Linked DNA regions of Lactuca sativa: region 1 is linked to region 2. Evidence: chromatin contacts called from public Hi-C data. All regions are on one chromosome and are shown on one strand. The core of a region is the stretch at or near the end of the contact, and the rest is flanking DNA. Distances in the headings are between cores, read along the strand shown. Region 1 holds the start of LOC111896756 (probable protein phosphatase 2C 23). Region 2 holds the start of LOC111896758 (fasciclin-like arabinogalactan protein 4).

Evidence for each region. A called contact is a pair of places that touch in the nucleus more often than the background predicts.
Region 1: a contact with region 2 is called in a Hi-C map of leaf, with 6 times the contacts expected there. The contact joins the promoter of LOC111896756 here to the promoter of LOC111896758 in region 2. A contact is called at or near these places in 2 of 4 Hi-C or Micro-C datasets (both in leaf).

Annotation. Positions count from the first base shown.
Region 1 is chr8:114,193,051-114,195,777 of Lsat_Salinas_v11, reverse strand. It overlaps LOC111896756 (probable protein phosphatase 2C 23), which reads right to left and starts at 1,265. Exons shown (of 4, transcript XM_023892742.3): 1 at 1-1,265. The coding sequence starts at 1,047.
Region 2 is chr8:113,941,799-113,944,782 of Lsat_Salinas_v11, reverse strand. It overlaps LOC111896758 (fasciclin-like arabinogalactan protein 4), which reads right to left and starts at 1,363. Exons shown (of 1, transcript XM_023892745.3): 1 at 1-1,363. The coding sequence starts at 1,221.

The DNA.
Region 1 (2,727 bases), core at 16-2,515, 250 kb before region 2:
ATATCTTGATGAAGAATTTTTTTGAGGTTGAGAATTAATATGAGAGTCGACTGCATCTAAGGATTGCCCCGAAGAAGTTGAATTCGATGCATCTGTTTGATCATCCCATAACAATCCTTTGAGTTCTTTATGAACAGCTGCATACATATTCGATAACAGAAAATCAGGGGCATCAGGTCCATTAAATCCATCATAAATCCCAACAAAAACCCACCCATGTTCCTCCGATACAACGACGTGCACTCGATCTTCTCCTGCTTTGCCTTGCGCCCACTGGAGATTCTGGCTCTGATTCAAACAATCATCGTCGTCCAAAATACTACCTTCGCTGCTTAAATTAATACTGCTGATAGTCAATTCGTTATTTTTCTCTGCAGACCCAACATTCCAATCATGATCCTTCAAATGACCCAGGTTTTTAGTGATCGGAGCGACAGTCGAGTTTTGCCCACGGGTTGTAAAAGTCATTGAAATCGCCTTCTGGATTGCCCGAATCAAATTCCCTTTTCTCGATCTGCGTTTGAAACCAAAACCCCCATGGGAATAGCTTCGTTGGAACTGATCGAGATTACCCTTCTCGAGAGGACCAGAAAAAAGGGGACCCGATTGAAATCCCCGCTCAATCGGGCCAGAAACAAACCCTCGGTCCATAGGACCCGAATACGCACCCGAACCAAACGGCAAAGGACCCGAATTGATTGAATTTCTAGGCAAAGGTTGGAGAGGAATTGATGCGAAGGATGTGGAGCTTTCGAAGGCGGAAGCCTTATCACTGGTGTTGTAAGAGTATACATCGAGGAAAGAGGTAGATAGGGGCGTGGATGTGTTGGCGGAGACAGAGGCGCCGGAGATTGACCGGAACGTTGTCGTTTCTTCAGCGGAATGGACCTTGGAGGAGGAGATGCAAGATTGATCAGGTCTTACATAGCAAAAAGAGTGACCAAGATCGTCTAGTGGGTCAGAGATAACAAAGGCCAAGTCTTTCCGCCGTTGGACGATGTCGGTTCCGGTGAAACAGATGGTCAGCTTGCCGACCCCGTTTCCCATGACTGGTTTTCCGGCAAAGGATAAAGCTAAGGTGCTCTGCTTAAACAGGAAGATGAACTAAAACTGATGAGAAAAATTGGATGTGAGTATGTATATATGTAAATGTGTGATCTCCCTGGGGGTAATCAGATATGGGTTTAGTTGGAAGAGAAGAATTTTGTGTTAAAAGGATGTTGAGAGAGAGAGAGAGAGAGAGAGAGAGAGAGAGAGAGGTTGACTTCAGGGCGGAGGTTTTTAAAGCCTTAAAGACAAAATTCAAACAATTTGATTTTTGTTTGAACTTAGAATAATGACTACAAACTGAATTAAAAAATCAGGGTAATAAAACTTATTTACTTTTTAATTAAATACTTAAGAAATTGGAATCTAACGTGGTCGATTAAATATATAATCTAAGGAGAATTTCGTTTATAAATTTGTCCGGCTAAATTTCAAACATTGTATTAGTATTTCATAATATTTTTTTAATATCATATATATACTTAAATATATATATTTTTTTAATGATTTTTGTTGATTTATAATTCTTTTTAATTATCTTAATTCATTATAATTGAAAATAGACATGTATTAGACAATAATGCCCTTACTTGTAAAATCATATACTACATATAATCGCTTACATACGATCGCAACCTGGTTTCAATTCCATGTTTTAATTCCGATCGCTATTGTCTGTAAGTACTTTTGATCGGTTGTTGCTTCCTTATTATCGCATCACGTTCACGCATCAGGTAAACAATAAGCTATCATATTCCTATTTTCTCTTTCTTTAATTTTGTTATTGGTGTTTTTGATTTGGTCACGTTAATGTGTAGAAACGCTACTATCTTGATGTTTCAAACTGTGAATTAATTAACATGATATCATGGTATAAAGATTTTGAAATCTGAATAATTCAAATTGTTTTTGTATTATTCAGTGCCTTTTGTATCAAAATATACACTTTTACTGTTTTCTACACATAAAGTTGTAATTTATTCACGGTTTAAAAAACTGTAATTAATTCACGATTTAAAAAATTGTAATTAATATCAATAATGTGTTGAAACTTATACTTGATTACAATCTTGAATTCTTTCCATTGTGTCAATTTTGTGTGATCTTGATGTTTGAAGCTACTGTATTTACAATCTTGAATAATCTACAAATTGTAGTGTGTTGATTGTTGTTTCTTGGTTCATACATCAAAGCATGTTATTTGTTGTAACTTATCTGAAACTATAATGCCTTATGTGGGTTATGGTGTCTAGATTATGAAACAATAACCAATTCAAATGATTATTGGTTAATAAGTTAATTATAAAGCATACGTTTGGTATTTGTTATATCTTTATATCTTTTTTTCTTATCGACGACTTAAAATTATGTTTTAGAGGCAACACAAACCAATGTCGGAAGATCATTCTCAAACAAAAGATATTACACTTCATGACACATCCAAACCAATATGGGAGAGCAGGGCTACGTCTCCGATAATTGAATATGTTTATGTGAATATCTTAATTTTAATTTATTAAACTTTTACTAAATTGTATGATTGTTTCTCTTATTAATTTAAATTTCAGGCGTATACCAACATCTAAGTTCAAGTTCAAATTGAAATATGGGGGTTATTTTTGTCTAACAAAGAACGATTGTAGGCAAATATATTGCTTTGGCTCTAAAAAATGTATCTAC
Region 2 (2,984 bases), core at 114-2,613:
TACATACAACAATCCTATACATAAAACAGCGAAATTGACAGTCCGTACCGTCGCCGAAGAGTGCATTTCCCCCGGTGGCGATGATGGCCCGAACAATTCCGGTGATAAATTTATTGGCATAACTGGTGCCGGAGCGCCGCTAATGGGAGGGGATTTTTCCAGCACGGAATTTTTCCCGAAAATCTCCTTTGGTAACAAAACCCTAGAAATTCCAAAAATTGCAACAGGATTCTGATCAAATACGGTTTGTGTTACGGAGGCTTGAATGATGCCCGTATTAATTGCAACCGACCCGTTAACCCGAGAAATGTTCAATGTGAAGCTCCCGGCGCCTTTGTCCTCGGTGGCTAGGGTTGGTTGAACAGGATTCACTATCGATTGAAGCGACCCGAGCGGATAGTAGGAATGTAGCACGTGAAACCTTAAGACGTCGGCCTTTTTATCCGCCGGTAACGATTGAAAGTTCGCCGACGCTGGTAGATCGGAGAATGCGTCGTCGGTCGGGACGAACAGTGTAATTCCCGCACCGCCTTCATCAGATTCGAATTCCTGAACGACACCAGATGCAGCGAGCATTGACGCCGCCACATTGAAGTTGTGGCCATCAATTAACGCTTTACTGATATTAAGCCCTAATGGCGGTCGACTCTCCGATGCGAGTAGATCGAAACCGTAAGGTACGATTAGTGAATTGACGGAGAAGATGCTAACGTTGTACGGTAGGTTCTTAATTAGGGAGATTACGGTGGCGTTGTTTGGTGCTTGTGAGTATGCGGCTGGGGATCGGACGGTGGTTGTATCGGTTTTATCATCGTAGGTAATATTAACCGAGCCGAAGTTGTTGCTGGCACGGCCCGTGGTTTGGAAGAGAGTAGTGATGAGTTTTCCGGAGGGAGGAAAGCGGCTGAGGTCGTGGACAGAGAGGTATTGTAGGAGGACATGGTAGCGGATGACGTCCGCGATGTTGGTGGAGGAGGGGGAACGACGGATGAGGTCGGAAGATCGGAGGAAGGAATTGGGGACGGCGAGGAGAGTGAGGGATGTACGTTGGGTTAGATCGGCGGCGACGGTAGTGGAGGATAGAAGGTCGGAGAAGTCGGAGAGATCTGGGTAAGGGGATAAGAGATGGGTAATGTTAACGGCGGAGATGAAGGTGGAGTGTAAGAGTAAATATAGCAAAACAATAGGGGTGAAATGGGAAATAAGTTGAGAAACAGCCATTTCTATCGAGTGGAAGCTGAACTAGTGAGAGTGATGGGGGATGATCGGGTGTTGATGGTGTATGTGAATGAATGATGATGATGATGATTTGTTGAAAGCATATACATCCGTAATTAGGATAAATCAAAAATCAAGTCCATACATTTATGCTTGTCGACAATATTAGTCCCTATACTTCACAGCCACTACATTTTAGTCCTTTTTTTGTTTTATTTTCTACGCTGCTTGATTAGCTTACAAACCCAAGCATATTGCTTAAGAGGTCAATTTTGGATTAATAAAAAATTTGGAAACTATGGAAACGTATAGTCATTTTATTTCTATCTGATTACAGGACTTTATAAAGAAAAAGTATACTCATATACAACATACATTTAATTCCTCTTAGAAATAGACATCTAATGGGAAAGTAGACCATCTTAAATGATAACATGAATATGAGTAGTATAGATAAAAGTAACGAAAGTTGATGTGAAAAATACAAACATTCACAAAACATTGGGCGGTATAATGCAAATAGCCAAAAATATTCTAGGTGGAGCATTTAATACCAACAATGAATTCCGTAGACTTTGTGTAGAAAGAAAAGTAGATAATTATGTTTTAGTATTACCATGAAAACACTCATGTTTTTCTCATTATTCAATTAAAAAAATACAGGATTAGAAACTCGGTATCTCAGGTTGGTATATTGGTTTGGTGTTTTTTAATTGGGAAAATGACTTAAAAAGATAATTATGTTTCAATTTTGTATAAAAAATACCATTTAAGTATATCATGTTCAAAAAATACCATCTAATTAAAGAATTTGTTCAAAAAATACCATCTAAAATCACATTTTGCTCTTTGATTCTATCGTGGTAACCGGTTCTGCCGGTGAGGAGGTAATGTTACCGGGAAGAAAAAAATAAACAATTATGTGGCTTCTCCCTCTATTAAGTGGAATAACCCATTCGCAAAAATCAAAATCACATAGAACACGTTGGAGGTTTTTTCACAGACGGTGAAATTATGGTTCGCTTTTCACGCTGATTTTTCACTCAAGGTGCAAGGTATGCTTACTGTCGATGTTTACCATGGTGGGAACTTTGTCCCTAAGCCATTAGTGTACTTTAATCCTTTGAAAAAATCTGTTACGGGAGTTGATTTAAAAAACATGGGGTTTAAGGAGTTCATCTTACAGCTTCGAAAATTAACCAAGGAAAGGTGCACTGATGTATATTATTGTCTTCAAAATCGGTCTGTGGTAGATGGATTAAGAGAACTAAGAGATGATAATGACTATGTAAGGTTTCTTGATGCTGGGTATGCCAATGATTGTGAAATCAATGTGTACATTGATGAATATCAAGAGTCAGTCATGGAGTGGATTAACGAAGAAAAAGCTGAAGAAAGGGACACAGAAAGTGATGAATATGAGGATGATGTAGACTCAGTCATGTCAGATGATATATCAGTGGACCATGAACTTGATGATGAAGTTATTCCATTAAAGAAATCTACAGATCCGTTTTTGGCCCACATTCCAAAAGGAGGGGTTAATGATGAAGATAGTGGCAGCACAGATGAAGTTTACTTTCCTGTTCATGATCCTAACCAACAATAGGACACAATGAAACCTGTCTTAGGTATGAAATTTTGTGATCCTTATGAACTTAAGCAAATGATTACCAATTATGTTGTTTCTAATGGTTACAATTTGTGGTATGAAAAAAATGATGCAAGTATATTATTAGTTAGGTGCAGTAAAGTTGAAGGAAAGG